2 separate regions of the Sus scrofa genome follow, and region 1 is linked to region 2. Evidence: chromatin contacts called from public promoter capture Hi-C data. All regions are on one chromosome and are shown on one strand. The core of a region is the stretch at or near the end of the contact, and the rest is flanking DNA. Distances in the headings are between cores, read along the strand shown.

The links. Promoter capture Hi-C pulls out the DNA fragments that hold promoters and counts their contacts.
Region 1: a promoter capture Hi-C map of fetal liver shows a contact between it and region 2, with 2.8 times the contacts expected there. The contact joins the promoter of TMEM209 here to the promoter of COPG2 in region 2. A contact is called at or near these places in 1 of 5 promoter capture datasets (fetal liver) and 2 of 2 datasets of contacts at active chromatin or transcription factors (alveolar macrophages and skeletal muscle).

What each region holds. Positions count from the first base shown.
Region 1 is chr18:18,613,095-18,616,509 of Sscrofa11.1, reverse strand. It overlaps TMEM209 (transmembrane protein 209), which reads right to left and starts at 1,252. Exons shown (of 15, transcript XM_003134688.6): 1 at 1,126-1,252; 2 at 102-238. The coding sequence starts at 238. It overlaps SSMEM1 (serine-rich single-pass membrane protein 1), which reads left to right and starts at 3,225. Exons shown (of 3, transcript XM_003484018.4): 1 at 3,225-3,415. The coding sequence starts at 3,279.
Region 2 is chr18:18,207,526-18,211,461 of Sscrofa11.1, reverse strand. COPG2 (coatomer protein complex subunit gamma 2) reads right to left here and starts at 2,084. Exons shown (of 24, transcript NM_001246238.2): 1 at 2,015-2,084; 2 at 773-825; 3 at 149-229. The coding sequence starts at 2,051. TSGA13 (testis-specific gene 13 protein) reads right to left here. Exons shown (of 8, transcript XM_005673166.3): 8 at 2,385-2,654. The coding sequence ends at 2,485.

The DNA.
Region 1 (3,415 bases), core at 3-2,502, 410 kb before region 2:
GAAACACACCACAAATCAAAATAAACACAAAACCTGTGGAACCAACCATTGGTCTCTTATTTAAATTTTCACTCCCCTCCTTTTTTTGTTAATTAACTTACATTTCAGTATATATCATTCCAGCCATAGATACATTTAGGAGTCCCCAGGCTAAAACCACTTTCCTAGCTTCTGTTTCTTTTCTCATCTTGATGGTTCTGTCAATAAGGGAAGCACTAGGGTTTGGCTCCCCTTGCATCTGTTCAAAATCAAAAAGCATGAAAATTAATTAAAAGAAACTACTTCTCCATTTAAGAAATCAAACTTGTGTCCACTATAACGGTAACTAAAAATTGCACATAACTTTCAGCTTTCAAAGTTCTAAACTTTTTTTACATTTTAATATTAGTATAAGAAAAGGGAACCCTAAATTACAGCTTCACTGGCACCACACTGTAATCAACAGAGAACTGGCTGGTCGCTTCAGAGAATAATTTAACATTTCCAATAAATGAAAGTATTTTGTAACATAAGGGTTAATGGTTATCTTTGCAATTACACTGTGTTGTGTTTTTGGAATATGTCACAAAGACTAGGCCAAAAGCTGTTAAGAAATTCAAAATACCAAATTACGAGATAAAATATTCCAAGTAAGATATAAGCCATTAACTGCCTACGATTTAAAAAAAAAAAACAAAACTCTGCACACGCCAGAGATCTCCGTTTTTGTGTTGCTGATAAACTATCAGGATTTAAGTTTTGGAAGGGCGAGTACCCAAGATGTTAAGGGGGTAAGGGTGGTGGGGGAGAGTGTACAGTTTTGGTCCACACTGGGATTTACATTTCCTTCACTTTGCTAGGCTTCATCTCCTGCAGACAAGTGTAACACTAGTTCCCGCTACATGGAGCAGCACCCTCCCCTCCTCCCTGTCCCAGAGTCAAAACGCCCCAGTGTGGGGAGCTACCCTCCCTGGCTCTCACAGTAGGAACTTTCGCACCCCCTACAGCTTCTTTCCACTACAGGTAGTGGGAGATCCGGCCACAGTCCCTTTTGGTTCAACCCTCGCCAGGTCCGCAGGCGCGGAACTCCCACGACCCGCGTGGACTCTAAATCCAGGAAGCACAAAGATGACCCTGAAAACGCACCGTGTTCTCCGGCCGGAAGCAGTGGACTCGCGCCACTCCCTACTGCACATGCGCGAAGCCAGTGCTAAGGTGAAGGCTACCAGCTTGTGGAACTGCAGATACCGGAAGAACGGAACTGTTTCTTCTCGCGAGAAGAGAAGAGTTTGGGGGGGAGGAGGGACGGGGCTAACAGCGTTACCAGGGAAACAGCTCCCGGATTTGTGGCTCCCACTCAGGTGCCGGGAGAAAACTGAGCAGCAAAAACTCAGACCAGGTTCTAAACCCGCAGTAAAAAGTAGTAACTATAACAAGCGGAATTTCTATAGATTAATATAGTTTTAGCTTCCTTACAGCATTTGTGGACTCACATTTTAAAGCAGATTTGATTAAGCTGGGTGGCTAATTGTAGGATGCAGAGTATTGGATAATGTGTCCATACACCACCAGCAATGACAAAGCATTTCTCACACCTCTATGCTAAAAAAAAAAAAAAAAAAAAAAAAAAAAAAATTAAGTGTTCTGATCCGATGTAAATTCTTAAATATCCTTGTAATGAGGGTGCAACAAGAAAAGCCAAAATGTGTTTTTGTTAAAAGTTGGTGGTTTTGAGGTTTTTTTTTTAAACCCCCAAACTTTTACTTTTCTTGCATATTATTTAGAAGAACTAATTCTGAGGAAAAGTTTCATCAGGGAGTTCAGTTTGGTTTTATTGAAGAAATACAAACGCCTACTGTGTGCCGCTGAACCACACGCGGGAATGTAAAAGTAAAAGCTTCGGTGGTTACTCACTGAAGAAGCTCAGCCTGGCGGGGAGGACATGTGCACTAAGAAAGGCAGGTGAGGTGGGGCGCGGTGAACCCCAAGGAGACGTGAGGGGCCCAGCCCTGAATCCAAGAGAACTTCCTGAAGGAGACAAAGCGGGCCTAAAGCAGACGGGCAACGTCCGGGAACTTACTCTTGGCGATGCAGAGAAGTATGCTTCTAATAAAAACATCACTCTCTGTCATAATAAGCTAGTAGATTGTTGCATCATATAGGTCCCAACTGCCAAAATTTTTCCTGAAATGCTCCTAAGTAAGCTCCAATAAAAGAAAAAGAAGTTTCCTCCTGGTACAGCATATTAACGAAAATCTGCAGGTATGCTATGCTCTTAAAGATCTTAAAACCGATTTTTAAGTGGATTTCTAAAAATAATTTTTAGAGTATCTTAGCAACAATGATGTTTTGCTCTAGTTGTAAAGATGAGCTAACTTGAAAATTGTTACAGTACCGTGAAAATTAGAATACCAGGTTCCTCCCCAACCCATGTTGGCTCTTCCCTAAGAAGAAATTGTATGTATTTGATGTAATTCGCAACAGACACATCTCTGTTCTATGCATTTATTCAAGGCTTAAAAAGGAACACTGCCTAAATTAGATATATTGTTGACATTCTGTATTAGTTTACTAGGGTTGCCATAGCAAAATACCACAGACTGGATGCCTTAAACAACAGAAATTAATTTTTTCACAGTTGTGAAGTTTGGAAGTCTAAGATCAAGGTGCCAGCAGGATTGGTTTCTCCTGAGCCTTGTCTCTTTGGCTTGCAAATGACCTCCTTCATTCTGTGTCCTCACATGGCACCTCCCTGATGTCTCTTTCTCTTCTCATAAGGACACTAGTCCTATTGGATTAGGGCCCCATCCTTATCAGTTCATTTAACCTTCATTACCTCTTTAAGGCCCCATCTCCAGCTATTGTCAAATGGGTCTTTGTGCTTCAATATATACATTTTGTGGAACACAATTTGGTCTATAACACTTTGGAACTGTCTGTGTTAATTTACACTGATTATATCAAAGAATAAATGAATGGATATCTCAGAGACTTAGATTTTATAGACATTGAAATACTGTATTTAAAGAAAATACAGTATATAAAAGGACAAAAAAAAGACTAAGTCAGAATGTGCCATATTGAGGTATGAGGAAGGTACCTTAAACATTCATAGAAGTAATTTAGATAAATCTTCCCAAAACATAGAAATCTAAGAAATGTTTGTCAGCTCCCGTCTCAGTTACTGAAGTGTATGTCATAATAGGTTGCCAAGGAAGTTGTCATACACATGGAGTGAAGTACTTCTCAGTCATCTTCATCCCTTTGAGCATGTTTTATTTTCAAAGCAACAAGACATCATGGGAGATCTTTTTTCTTTATTTTGGGAGGTGGACCCTCCCCCCATACCTATAAGTTTTACTATTCCAAATCAGGATTATGAATGCCGGAAGGATGACTCTTGTGGGGCAATAGGGAACTTCCTGCTTTGGTATTT
Region 2 (3,936 bases), core at 835-3,334:
ACATTTTACATACTGTTATGTTAAACAAAAACTGCAGATTTCTTAATTAAGTGAATTTTTAAAACCTAAATAATTATACTTTTCAGAAAGTACTTCACTGTAGGTTATGTTCCAGGACACAAATCTGAGGAAAATCAAAATAATTTACCTGGTTCAATAAGTAAAGAATCTTTGTAAGAATATGCAAACATCTTCTTGGATTGATGGGTGTTTCATTGAATATACGAGCCTGTGGAAATAAAAAGCTGTTATTCATAGTTTATTTTCTATCTTTTCCATCATGGTTATTAAAATGTATTAAAAATAAACTTTAATATAATAAATACTATAATATATTTTAATCACAGTAGCCAAATAATATTTCTTACATTTTTCAATTTATTATAATAATTAGATGCAGCCTTGCTTTTCCATTCTTTACTATCCATTCTAATTTCCTTAGATCAGCTGCTACTGGGCATTACCTATTAAGAATAACAATATTTAGCTAAATCGTTTGAATATAATGAGCTTATTATCTATAATTTCCTTCAATAACCTTGCATTAAACACCTCGTTTGGGGTTTTATTTAAAATTCTCAACATGTGATAGAGTCTACATATTTTTGCATTTCTATAAGGTCTAGACTCTCCTACGACAAGTTAACCCTTCTTCTTTTTCCCTCAAGTCTATATTCTCTGAACTTGGTTACACTCCATGATTCTTAATTTGTACCACATAGCCTGGGGCCCTCAGTCCAGCATTCTAAAATGGAACACTTCCAAGCCATACCTCCTGTAAGACAGCACTCTTCTCCAGATGCCGAAAAGGATTGGAACCACTACCTATATCATAAAACAAGACAAAACAAAAAATGTCTTTAATAGCTGTCCTACACAAACTCTTTCTAGAGAAGGGTACTGAATGCTTGGGAAATCTCACCCAAGTGAAATGACCATTTGGATATCACAGTGATAACCATCACTAATACTCATATAAATTGGTTAAAATCATTTTGATTCTGGCACTAGCTCTGTCCTCGCTAACCTGTAAGAACTTGTACTTCTCCTTTGCAGAAACCCTGCCTGAAATGAGTGTCTTCTTTTCCTGCCCTCTTTTGAGATGAATGTTACAAATATCTGTCGTGGCCACACAACTAAGATTAATGAGATTGTGGTAGGATCCTTTGGATTTCTCTAAAGGAGAGCACTGCTTTATGTGTTTCTATCATTTACTGCGAAGCAGAAGAGTTCATCAGATGATACATAAATTCCAAGCTGGAAAGGGTCACAGAGGTTTACTAACCTAATCTTCGATTTCGTTTCCTGAAAGTAGCTATCAATCACTGAGGGTTTTTGTTGTGTTTGTTTTGCTTTTTGAGGTGGCTTGGCAGCTTCCGCTTTTGCTCTGGACCAAAGATGGGTATCAAAATACAACTCACGTTCGGGTGCTTGAGTATTAAATGAGCTAGGTATCACGGAACAACAGCCTTGCCCCCAAGGAAGCGGACAGAGCAAATGGGCCCCAGGAAGACTGTAAGATACAAGGCACCCCAAGGTTCATTCACACACTATCCTATTTTTAGCAAATCCACTCCGGGCCTAACACTACCAGTCCCCAGCCCCGACCCTCCCCACCCCCCGCCTCCCGCACGCGCACACACACGCCCCCGCCCCCTGCCTTGCGCCCGCCTCTTTGGCGGGAAGCCCACCCCCGGCGTACCAGCGGAGGTGGCTCCGAGGAGCTGCGCCGGGGGAGGGGGCTGGGGGCGGGGCCGCCGAGCTGCCCGAGGCATCGCGCGGGCGCCAGGGAGGGAGCGCGCGACCCGAGGGGAGGCTCCGGCGACCGGGGGAGGGGCTAGGGGCAGGCCCCGGGCTGGAGCTGAGCGAGGCGGAGGAGGGGCCGGGCTCCAACTCCGGCCCCCTGGCACACCGACGCCCACGCCCCCAGGTGCGCAGTCCCCGGAGCAGGTGGCGGCGGCGGGGGGGAGGGGCCCTCGCGGCTGAGGATGGGCGTCAGAAGCCCTGCGCGTACCAGACTCCTCGTCCTTCTTGTCGAATTTTTTAATCATCTTGGACGACTTCCCAGCGCCCAGACCCACCGCAACCGTCCCAGGCGCCGCAGCCGGCAAGCGGAAGAGGCTCCAGGAAGGCCGGCCCCGTGCTTTGGCGCCGGTTGGGCCCCGGTCCCGTCACTCGGAGAGAAGGCCCGCCCTCCCCGCCGGCCGCGGCCGCTCTCACCCTCAAGGGACGTGACCACGCCCTCTCCTCCTTCCCCAGCCGCGCGGAGGCGGGGCCAGGCAGTGAGCCCCCGGGGCCGCGTCCCCGCCCCTTCAGTCGTTGGTGGCGGAGCGGGGTGAGCCATGGCCCACCCTGCAAGCTACCCGGCAGCTTAGGCCTGCAGTGAGCAGTAAGTTCGTTTATTTGGTTGCACGCCCTAGATGACGGCATCTGTAGGCCCTTCAGTCTGTGGAGACGAAGCGAGGGGCATGGAAGGGTTTGTTTTCACTTAGTAACAGTGGCATTTTTTATAATCCACTGCTGGGCCCTTCCACTGCGGAACGTGCTCGCTCCTGGTGCAGTTCTGGTGGGCTTCTCCTCCAGAAGCGATGAAAGGGTTAATGGTTCCCAGATCATTTGGGAAGTTGGCAAGGCGCTCTCAGACTTCTTGGAGACTGCAACAAAGCACAGGGAACCTTCGTGAGTGTGGGTTTCCAGAGGGCTCAGAAGGACACTTAATGTGAGGCATGAAAAGAGACCCACTTGAAGGGCCGAGAAAGCTGATCTTTACTCTTACCAAGAGGGAAGATTTTGGACAACGGACTGCCTTTCCCAGCCTTCTTTATAATTCTTTCCTTCCTCAACAAGCTATTTAAAACACTGCCAATTCTTCCCTGTTTAATTCCACCCTTTCAAATGATTCCATTTGTACCCATTCTTACTAAGTTAAGGTACATTCACTTGGATGTTCATATTCCTCTTGGTCTTTTCCTAAAATGTATGTTGGTTTTCCCTTCTCCTGTCTGAAAGAACAACTAAGACACTGTTTCTACCTTTGGCCTCAGTGTCACGCCTCCACTGTGGGCTCTTGCTCCCATCCCTCCGCACTTTTTTGAAGCATTATACCTTGTAAATATCCCTTAAATCTGTTTTCTTATTCCTACTGCTATCACCTTAATTCAGGTCCTGTTTGTTTCTTGGACAGACTCCTAACCAGCCTTCATGGCCCCAATTCAAACCATTCTGTTATCTTTCTTTACTTGGATGCCTGGTAAACATGGACCATTGGTGGAAGGAGCAGATGCTAGGTTCTCTTTTGCTTGAAGTGGAGACATTGCTCAATTTCACAGTAGATTGTCTTTGTTTAGGAAAAGCCCTATAATGGGCCCTTTAGATACATAAGTAAATATCCACTCATTTTTCTTGAGGGAAACTGTAAAGTCACCATACGTCTAATAAATGCTGCAGACTGAGATATTAAGCGTTCTGGTTATAGAGGTAAACTGGGTTACCTTAACAGAATTATGCCTTTGAAAAATCAGAGAATTCTAATCAGATTAGATTCTATGTTCTGGAGTGATTCTTTCTTCCAGTATGGATTTAAACTAAACAGCTGATATGCTGCACACTGTATCACTTAAGATTTACTCCAACTTTACTCAATGTACTATTATGTATGATTTAGCTGGCTTATGAAGCTCAAATATTGCTTTCCATGTGGAGTTTCCCTTGAAGGAAATAGATATTCTTACTTATTTATTTTGGGGCTGAAGATAATCAGGCTTTGGGGAAGAAACAACCCCTTCCCTTTCCTTGGGCCAAGTATTGGGAGCCTAGGTAGAGACAGTGTAGATAAGCCAAGAGACTCCCAAGAATGGGTAATACGCTGGGGGCCTGCAGAGAAATGTGAAGGAACTGAGGGGAGTTTGAGGCTGAGCCTAAGAGTGGCCCCTTTTA